Regions from separate parts of the Anser cygnoides genome. Here region 2 is linked to region 1. The links are chromatin contacts, called in public Hi-C maps. All regions are on one chromosome and are shown on one strand. Each heading gives the region's core, a stretch centred on a gene start, on an enhancer-like site or on the middle of the called end of the contact. The rest is flanking DNA. Distances are from core to core; before and after follow the strand shown. Region 1 holds the start of LOC106035704 (cohesin subunit SA-2-like). Region 2 holds the start of CYFIP1 (cytoplasmic FMR1 interacting protein 1).

Region 1 (4,794 bases), core at 1,380-3,879:
CTATGTTATCACCTCCCTTTTGTGAATAAGATCCGAGAAGTTTCTCCAACATTTTAAGTACAGCCAGTGGCAAATGTGCAAGCACAGTCTATACTAAAAGGCTATAAGGCTGCAGGAAAACTTCATGCATGACAGCTGGATACACTTATATCAGCTGGACAAATATAACAGGAATTAAAGTTTCCTTTCAGAAAAACTCAGTTCAGCTGGCTTCATATATTATCATTTGCGAATTCAGAGTCATAACCAACCCTCCTTCCGATAGCATCAAGATCTTCTAAATAATATGGATATAAAGAATATGATTTGATATTAAATTACCTTTGTTATTGAAGATACTCTTTCCACATTCAAGAAGACAGCTGTCACATGGGGCAATTTTTTAATCTTTTCTAGAAGACGGATAACCGTTACAAAATGCAGTGTTAAATGTCAATTCTCTTTTTAAAATATACAGAATACAAAACCATTTTGCACTGAGCACAGTGCTCATAAAATACCAAATGGCATCATATTCTTTGTCCACAGAACAGCCGTATTCACGCTAATTTCATACTATGTCAAAAACAGCTGCCAGTTTCTTTTACGTCAATCACTTAAACAGCGATTAAGGTGCCCCACACATTTCAAATGAACATGTTTTTTTTCTATCCTGTGTTGTTTTTGTTACCTTGAAAAAAAATATCTTTGAAGTTTGTCTGTAAACCTATTTGATGGATTAATAAAACCTTTACCTCTTTTCAACTTTTATAGCTATCCTTAAATAGTTTCCAGCTGCAGAAGCTTTCCTTTCTGAAAGATGCTGTCCTGACAAACCTCAGTCCTTACCTGTCAAAACATCAAAGTTTCCTTTGCCAAAAACGAACTTCTTGTCAGGATTTTTTGTAGGAATAATTATTTTATCTAAAACAGTCCAGTTCGGAAGGGTATTTACGAGAGCAACGGCTTCAGCAATCTGTAATTCAGCTTTAGAGACACACACACACAGAAAAAGAAAAAAAAAAAGATTATAATATATCAACTGCTCAAATTGCCAGTAACTACACGACATGTGTGACCAGGGAACAACTATGCTTCACTTAAATTCTACAGGTCCATTTGTTTAACGAGCAGCATAAGGTGCAAAATGCCTTACCTCTAATCAGAATAATTAAACTCCTATTCGATGTAATTTTACTACACCAAAGCATCTTTCTGCCAGTACAAATTATTTTTATGGTTCTTGATTTTGAATTCTCAATTGTATGGTCAATAAATTACTCACCTCTTTGCCTCTACGCTGTACTTTATTCTTAAAAAATAAAATGATTAACTAGCTTTAGATTAAACTGTTATTTTGGATGAGCACAAGGCCACAGGATTAATCCCTCAGTGTTTTGTGGAAATATGTAAAGAACTACTAATACTGCATACCCTGCTTCTTACCACTGGTACCTACTCTTATCAAGGACCTACACTGGCTTCTGACTTGCTAAAGACACAGATTTCAATCTGCTTCATTAGTTGGTATTTTTTTTAAAGCATCTACATGGCAAAGCACTGATTTATGAGGATTTCATGAAATCACGAGGGCTACAAGGGCAAATCAGATCGGTAGATCCAGTTTTGATTTGCCAGACAGAAGATCCTCATTCCATAGGAGCTTCATCATGTTTCTCTAGATAGGAAAACACATTTGATGTATTAAAGAGGTCCAAAAGGTAATATATTTTTAATCATAACCATGATCCTCTTTCTCATCCTATCGATAGCGTTCCTCATAAAGTGCTCATTTTTCTGTTGTAACTCTGGCATTTCAGCATTCACCCCAAATCGTTTCCTTAGACTTCGGGCTCTTCATCTGGAGGGCCTGAACAGATGGAAAGGGCTCACTGCTGTTCTCAAGTACTTTTTTTGGTCAGACGAGTGCTTTCATAATTTTTCCCGCTTGCAAAACGGGAAGGCTTACACAAAGTCTGAAAAGTTAACCATTTTGTTCTGTGAAGGGGTAACGTGTTGTAACGAGCAAGGATAATAAACGGACCGGGGGTGTCCCCAGGAATTATCAGGGCTAATAACGGGGCTGGGGGTGCCCCCAGCAATGAGCAGGGCTGACACCGGGCCCGGGGCTGCCCCCTCCCGCCCACCCACCGGTGGTGAGCTGCGGCTTCTTCGGCCCCCAGCGGACCGCCGGCTGCACCACCGCCACCCGCTGCGCGCCGGGCAGCGGGCCGAGCGGCGAGGGGCCCAGCAGCTCCTCCACACCCTCATCTTCCTCCTCCTCATCTTCCTCTCCATCATCGTTGTCGTCGTCGTCGTCGTCGTCACCGCCCGCCCCTCGCCCCCCGCTGCCCGCCCGCGGCGGCTCGCCCCTGTCCGGCGGCCGCTGAGGCGCCCAGCGGCGGAGCGCGGCGCTGAGCGGCCCCCTCAGAGCCGCCGCCCCCCGAGGAGGAGGAGGAGGAGGAGGAGGCGCCGCCGCGGTGGCCGCCCGGCAGCAGCGCAGCATCGGCCGCAGGAGGCGGCCGGGCCCCATGGCGCTGCCCCCCTCAGCGCGGGGCGGGACCGTTACGGCCGTTACGGCGGCCGCGAGGCGGCGGGGCAAAGCGCGCGCCTCGGCCCGCCCCCTGGCGGCAGCGATCCCCGCCGCTGATAGGCCGGGGGGCCGCCGTGATTGACGGCGGGCGGGAGCAGGGAGCCGGCGGCGCGAGCGCGCGATCGACCGTTGGAGTGCGCGTCCCCGTGCCCGTGCCCCTCCCCCCCCACATCCCCTCACAGGCAGGTGAGCGGGGCGGCGCGCGTCCGCGGAGCCTTCTTCCTCCTCCTCCTCCTCCTCCTCCTCCGTCCCCTCAGAGCCGCCAGGGCCGCGCCCGCCGCCCTCGGAAGGGCCCTGAGGGAGGGGGGGGGTCCGGGCAGCTTCCCCCCCGCCCCCCCCCCCCCTCCCCCGCTTCCCCCCCGCCCCCCCCCCTCCCCCGCTTCCCTGACGGAATTAATTCCCCCCGGCCGGCCGTGAGGGGCTTTAGTGAGTGGCTCCGTAATTATCTCGCCCTCTTCTCTCCTCCTGACAGCCCGCTCGGCCCGCCGCCGTGTGATCGCGGGTTTCGGAGCCCCGCCGCGGTGAAGTTTCCTCAGGAGCCCCCTCTCAGCTTGCTGCCAGCGCTGCCGAAATAATGTAGTGGAAATGATAGCCGAGCCCAACGCAGCCAGCAGCCTTCCCAGCCAAAAGTAAGACCTGGCGCCGCTTATTTATTTATTTATTTATTTATTTATTTATTTTGGGGTAAATTCGGGCGCTGTCCCTTAAATCTGTGTCCTGCAGATAAGTGGGGGAATGAACGTGTCAAATAGGGTGGGAGGGAAGATAAAGGGGATTGGCTGTGTCTTGTTACCAACCTCTGCATTTTGTTTCCTTTCCCTTTCATGTATTGTTTAGCATCTTCTAAATGTTGCTTTATGCTGATGTGCAGGGAGGTTGGCCTTACAAGCTTCTCTGTGCCCTGTTCACTACTGTGCAAGTGAACCTAGTTTGAATAAAAATGGGCAGATTTATAGTCTGAGTGGGTGTGTTCACTCCAGTGACAGATTTAAGGTGCTGAGAGGGAAGAGTACCAAGTTATCTGTAGCCTATCTGTTGGCATTGCATATTCCTTGTTGCCTTAGAGCAGGGGGAGAGGATGTGCTTCTCCAGAGCTGCTTTCATCAGGGGTATGTCAAGTCTTCCCCCTTCAGAGGCTGTGTTTTCAGTCATCAGTTGAGGCGATCTATAAATCAAATGCATTCATACTGTTTATAGAATGGGATAGGTAAGGAGAAAGAGCAGATACAAATAAATAATTAAGTTACTAAATTTGAGCATATCTTGTGTAGTTTTGAAGAGTGAAACTTCTTAGATATCTAGTCTTGCTAGCTTTGAGCTCATTGTAGCCTGGTCTTTCCTCAACTCGTCACCTTCAAGCAAGTGTGCACCAGGTCTTTTGCTTTGTCAGGCTCTAAGAGGTGCTTTCCTTGTAGGCCATGATGACAATCAGTGTAGCTTGCCAAATGTCCTTTCCCAAATGTTTCATCTGAAGAAAACCTTTTAGTTTCAAACGTGACAGGTAGGTGCCTGGCAATTGTTTAGCTGAGCTTCTTATTGTTGGGTGATTTTTGTTGCTTCTAAAAGGTGAAGCAGTTGCACTGGAATTTGTGATTTAGAAAATCTACAAATGGGATTAACCCAGTAACGTAGATTAATTGTTCCTTTTAGACAGCTAAAAGAATAAGCTATGCTGGCGTGAAAGAGGTAGCTTTCTTTTTACGAGTGAGTCTCTTAAGTCTGCTCCAAATATTTATGAAAATGAGAAACTCAAAAATTTTCACAATAGCATTGTGTGAGGACTAGAAGAAGGGCTTTGCTTCCTTCCTGCTTCAAGTTTGTTTTTTTTTAATCTCATCAGTAACACTTCCAGTGCTAGTGAAAGGGCTGTATTGTGGCAGGAATGTAAGGTAAAAATGTGCCTGCGAGCCATATGTCGCAGGGTCTAAAGGTCAAAAGTATGATGAGATAGGAATGGAATTCCACCTCCTGTGCTTTCTTACCGTTTGCTGATGGAGACAAAGTAAATGGCTGGCAACGGTTCCTTACAGTGCACAAGGAAGTGAGTTTAGGTATGCCAAAACACTTGGTGTGGTGTTGACAAAAAAAAAGCAAAAGAAAAGCTTGTGATTATGTCAAACTTTGTCAAACCTACTGTTGTACTCAAGTAGTTGAAAAGATGTTAAATGGAGTTACGCATAAGGATCACTGCAGTAGTGTTCACATCATCCTTAGGATTAAAT
Region 2 (4,794 bases), core at 1,191-3,690, 330 kb before region 1:
CTAGGGGCAGTTTTCCACCTAGAGCAAACTGAAAAAATGAGGATTTTGTTAACAAATGCTCTAGATAGCATATGTACATTGTGCACTAAAGAGCTACAATTTTTTGTAAGTCAAACAGGCATTCAGGAGTTAAGAAACGAAGAGTATGGATTGTTTGTGGAACGTTCCCTTTCTCATATGGATTTTTAAAAACAAGTTTCACGATTCAAATCCCTTTAATAGATAACACAATATTCAGACCTCAGTTAGAAGAGGTCTGAACACATCTCAAACACTGCTCCACTCTCCACCTCATCACCCTGAACAAGAGCTGACCAAACCCAAGGTCTGCAAACAACGCGGTCTTACACTTCTTCATCAGTGATGAAGTTCAGGGGAGGCCCTGGGTTGGTTTTTGTTTGTTTTTGTTGTTGTTTGGAGTTGGTTTTGGTTTGTTTAAGACTCTAGGAGGTTTTTCATTTAAAATTAAGGGAAAAAAATCCGGTGCAACAATCTGAAAACTAGAAATTACAGGGATATTCTATCAATTGCATCATTACCCTTTAAAGGAAAAAAAAAAATTGAACTGCACATTTCCTCGAGCAAGCTTTGATGCTGCTGCACTTGAGCCTTCCTGCTGTACCCCGATATTCTGCAGGCTGTTTCCAAATATCTCTTCCTCCTCCTCCTCCTTCTGGGCAGCCACAGCAACGCTGGCTGCCCGTACCAGCCAGGCTTCACGGACCAGTTGTTTGGGAATGCTAAAAAGTCTTTTACATTAGGTCAGGAGGAAAGAGACAAGAAGAGTTTCTGAAAGGGTAAAAAGCAGGAGTTAGGTAAAACTAAGAAGCAAGAACCTTTGTGAGGACTGGCAGCACGGCTTTGAGCACAGAGCGTACCGACTCAGCCTGTGCATAAAGCTGTTTGTACACACGCAACTGATACCAACGTAATGCGGGAAACAAAAAGTTATCTTAGGGTATTATTAGAAGCTCCGCTCTGAAAAACACACTAACCAGGGACACCGCACGTGGAAGTTTTCAGTAAGTTAATACAATTGTGACAAATAATGGGAATGCAATAAGGACCTCGCTCATTAGAGAGCCTAACCTAAGCTTTGCATCTCCCACAGTTTACAGCAGCGTGCTGTAGGACCGCGTAATTAAGGAGAAACCCTTCCAGGCAGCTTTCCTCCCCGAAAGGGGAGCCACCACTCCGGGCAGGCTCCAAGACGACTTTCCTGTAGCACGTCTCCCTGGCATAAATAACAATTTACATGTCTAAATGCCACTCAAACCTACCATCAGACGGCGCAGGAATAAAAAAGCAAGGCAGCGAGAGCTTACCGAAAGGTACAGACGCTTCACGGAGCTGCTGAGGAGCTGGAGGAACACCTCATGGGGTGAAAGAAATACTCGAAGGGATGAAATGCGTTTCAGTCCCCGTCTGTCAGAAACACATCTGAGGTGTGTACAAGATGTCCAAGAGCAGCACGCCACCACCCAGCAACCCCTTTATGCCGCTGTTTTCACTGACACATCACTCCTTTAACTGGATAAAGCTCGACTTCCCCAAAAGCCCTACCCTATGGCTGCAGACCGACGGGATCGCCCCCTTGATGGGAAGAGCAGGGTGGACTTACACACGATTTTTGCTTGCTCCTGAGGGGTTTCCCCCACCCAACCCGCTAGGGGACAGCCCAGGAAGCAAAACCCGAGCCCTCACGACGGATCACGGTCGCCGAGGCGAGAATTTGGACTTTCTGCACTAAGCGAGGAAAAGGCCGGCTTTTAGGCGCCCACCCGCGAGCAGCAGGCGCGGCCCGCCGCACTACGAGAAACGGGGACGCCGCGAAAATAAAGTAAAATAAACTAAAAGCCCCCAAACGAGGCCACCTCCCGCCGCGGGTGGAAGGGGCACGGCGCCCGTAAGCCGGGCAGGGGGCGAGGCCGCACCCGAGGCGCCGCCGCCGGGGCCCGCAGCCCGGGGCCGCCCCCGGTCCGCAGCCCGGGGAGGCTCCGCCGCCGCCACCGCTCTCACCCGCTGGGCGCTGCCGGCTCCGGGGGGCCCGGCCCGGCTCCGGGGGGCCGAGAGGGGGGCTTCAGGCGGGCGGCTCCGCTCCTGGGCCGCGCCGGGCGGGGAGTTTCCTGCCTGAGTCACCGGGAGCGGGAGCCGCGCAGGGAAACACCCTTCCTGCCGCTCCAGCTCCTCCTCCTCCTCCTCCTCGTCCCGCCGCCGCGGCCCTTTCTCCCTGCCCGGCCCTCCGGTTCGGCCTCCCCTGACGAGATGAGGGTGTTGGCTGGAGCTTCTGTTGTGTTTACACACAAAAAGGCAGCGCCCGCCTCGGGGCCATACTCAAAGGGAGAGCCTGGGCCACCCCCCGGCCCCCCCGTGTGTAAAATCAACGCCTCGGTTTCTTTTTTTCTCCTTCCACTTTACCTCTTCGGCAGTAAGGGTCAAGGATCGGACCTGAAAGAATGAGAGGGGAGGCACCAGAAAACCCCTTAAGGATATTTCCTCTAGGTGGTGCTCACGTACGGCCCTCGTCCCGGCTGAAACGCCCCGGCTACTGGGAACTAAAAGCAGGAAAACCCAGAACAGCGATTTTCGCTGGGTGGCGACAACCTCCCTGCTGTGTTTTTTCTGTAAAACGCACGGTGGACTTGCTCATTTTAAAAGCTGCTTACGTTTTTTTCCACTTCACGTTCTCCCATTTCGAGTTCTGGTTCTTCAAGATTCATCAAATGAACATAGATGCTCTATCATAACATGAAACTGCTTCATTAAAGTTTGTCAAAATTGCTATTTTAGGGTAGGCAGAATGCAATACCGTATATATATACGAGTTACTGACAACGTAGAGCTTGGAAACTTCCAAACAATTTTGATTTTTCCTCAAAGCCTATTTGCTTTTGGTGTGACTACTGTGAGTTGCATCCAACATTTACTCTTGAAAAGTTTCTGCAAGCATTAGCAAACTGCACAGCATTGCTGTAGCAAGCACTTTTATGTCTTTGCTTCTAACAGCTGTTAGTAGGACACTGTCACTACTGGGTTTTTGTGCTGAGAACAATTAATTATTCCTTTACTTGATTTTTTTTTCCCCAAATGACTTCCCACTGTACTAAGTTTCCTTAAACAGCTTTTTTCATTTTTTTTTTTTTTTTTGCAATATCATCTACAAGGAAGCCTTCGGAAAGTGGGAATAAGTTGCTGAGCCCCGTAATTATCATCACTTCAAGTACCGTCTCATCACATTATTCCACCCATTCCACATGATCAATTCCAACAGCCTGTGGAGAAATTACGCATCATTTCAAAATGTTATTACTACCGTTTCACCGTGTTACTGTCATATCTCCAGAGTCCTATTTTTTCCAGTGCTGCATTCAGTGCTAGTCTATTCATCTATGCACGTTTCTTTTCTAGGATGGGGCTGCCGCTGCTTCTCTGTCTGTATGTTTCCATGATGTACTCTGAGTGCATGTATCAAATGAACGAATTTCACCCATCACAGTTCCTGATCAGCCTAGCTCCTAAACCCAGGTCAGTGAGAACTGTAGAAGACAACGAGAGTGAGATGCTTCAGTTTCTGGCTGATACTACACTCTCTTCTACAAACCACTCTTGGGGCAATGTTGTTAAAATAGAAGTTAAAGTTGTTAAAGAACAACTCACCTTTATAATGCAGGATTGCTTTAGTTTCCGTGTCCTGGGTGAGTGCAAATTGACAACAGCTTTGTCTTAGAATCATAGAATCATAGAGTTGGAAGGGACCCTTAAGGATCATCAAGTCCAACTCTTGATACCGCACAGGTCTACCCAAAAGTTCAGACCATGTGACTAAGTGCACAGTCCAATCTCTTCTTAAATTCAGACAGGCTCGGTGCAGTGACCACTTCCCTGGGGAGCCTGTTCCAGTGTGCAACCACCCTCTCTGTGAAGAACCCCCTCCTGATGTCGAGCCTAAATTTCCCCTGCCTCAGCTTAACCCCGTTCCCGCGGGTCCTGTCACTGGTGTTAATGGAGAAAAGGTCTCCTGCCTCTCGACACCCCCTTACGAGGAAGCTGTAGACTGTGATGAGGTCTCCCCTCAGCCTCCTCTTCTCCAGGCTGAACAGGCCCAGTGACCTCAGCCGTTCCTCGTACGTCTTCCCCTCCAGGCCTTTCACCATCTTTGTAGCCCTCCTCTGGACACTCTCCAACAGTTTCATGTCCTTTTTATACTGTGGTGCCCAGAACTGCACACAGTACTCGAGGTGAGGCCGCACCAGCGCAGAGTAGAGCGGGACAATCACCTCCCTTGACCTACTAGCGATGCCGTGCTTGATGCACCCCAGGACACGGTTGGCCCTCCTGGCTGCCAGGGCACACTGCTGGCTCATGTTCAACTTGCTGTCAGCCACAACCCCCAGATCCCTCTCTTCTAGGCTGCTCTCTAGCGTCTCATCGCCCAGTCTGTACGTGCAGCCAGGGTTTCCCCGTCCCAGGTGCAGGACCCGGCACTTGCTCTTATTGAACTTCATGCGGTTGGTGATCGCCCAGCTCTCTAACCTATCCAGATCCCTCTGCAAGGCCTTTCCACCCTCATTCGAGTCCACAACTCCTCCAAGTTTGGTGTCATCAGCAAACTTGCTCAAAATACCTTCTATTCCTACATCCAGATCGTTTATAAAAATATTGAAAAGTACCGGCCCTAAAATGGAGCCTTGAGGGACACCACTGGTGACCGCCCGCCAGCCTGACGCAGCCCCATTTACCATAACCCTTTGGGCCCTGCCCGTTAGCCAATTGCTCACCCATTGTATGATGTTT

What was found. A called contact is a pair of places that touch in the nucleus more often than the background predicts.
Region 2: a Hi-C map of liver shows a contact between it and region 1, with 9 times the contacts expected there. The contact joins the promoter of CYFIP1 here to the promoter of LOC106035704 in region 1. A contact is called at or near these places in 2 of 7 Hi-C or Micro-C datasets (both in liver).

The regions. Positions count from the first base shown.
Region 1 is chr1:139,514,178-139,518,971 of Taihu_goose_T2T_genome, reverse strand. LOC106035704 (cohesin subunit SA-2-like) reads left to right here and starts at 2,629. Exons shown (of 31, transcript XM_066983138.1): 1 at 2,629-2,758; 2 at 3,045-3,201. The coding sequence starts at 3,158. It overlaps GTPBP6 (GTP binding protein 6 (putative)), which reads right to left and starts at 2,647. Exons shown (of 10, transcript XM_048051173.2): 1 at 2,131-2,647; 2 at 829-966; 3 at 322-392. The coding sequence starts at 2,512.
Region 2 is chr1:139,839,974-139,844,767 of Taihu_goose_T2T_genome, reverse strand. CYFIP1 (cytoplasmic FMR1 interacting protein 1) reads right to left here and starts at 2,440. Exons shown (of 31, transcript XM_013180689.3): 1 at 2,419-2,440.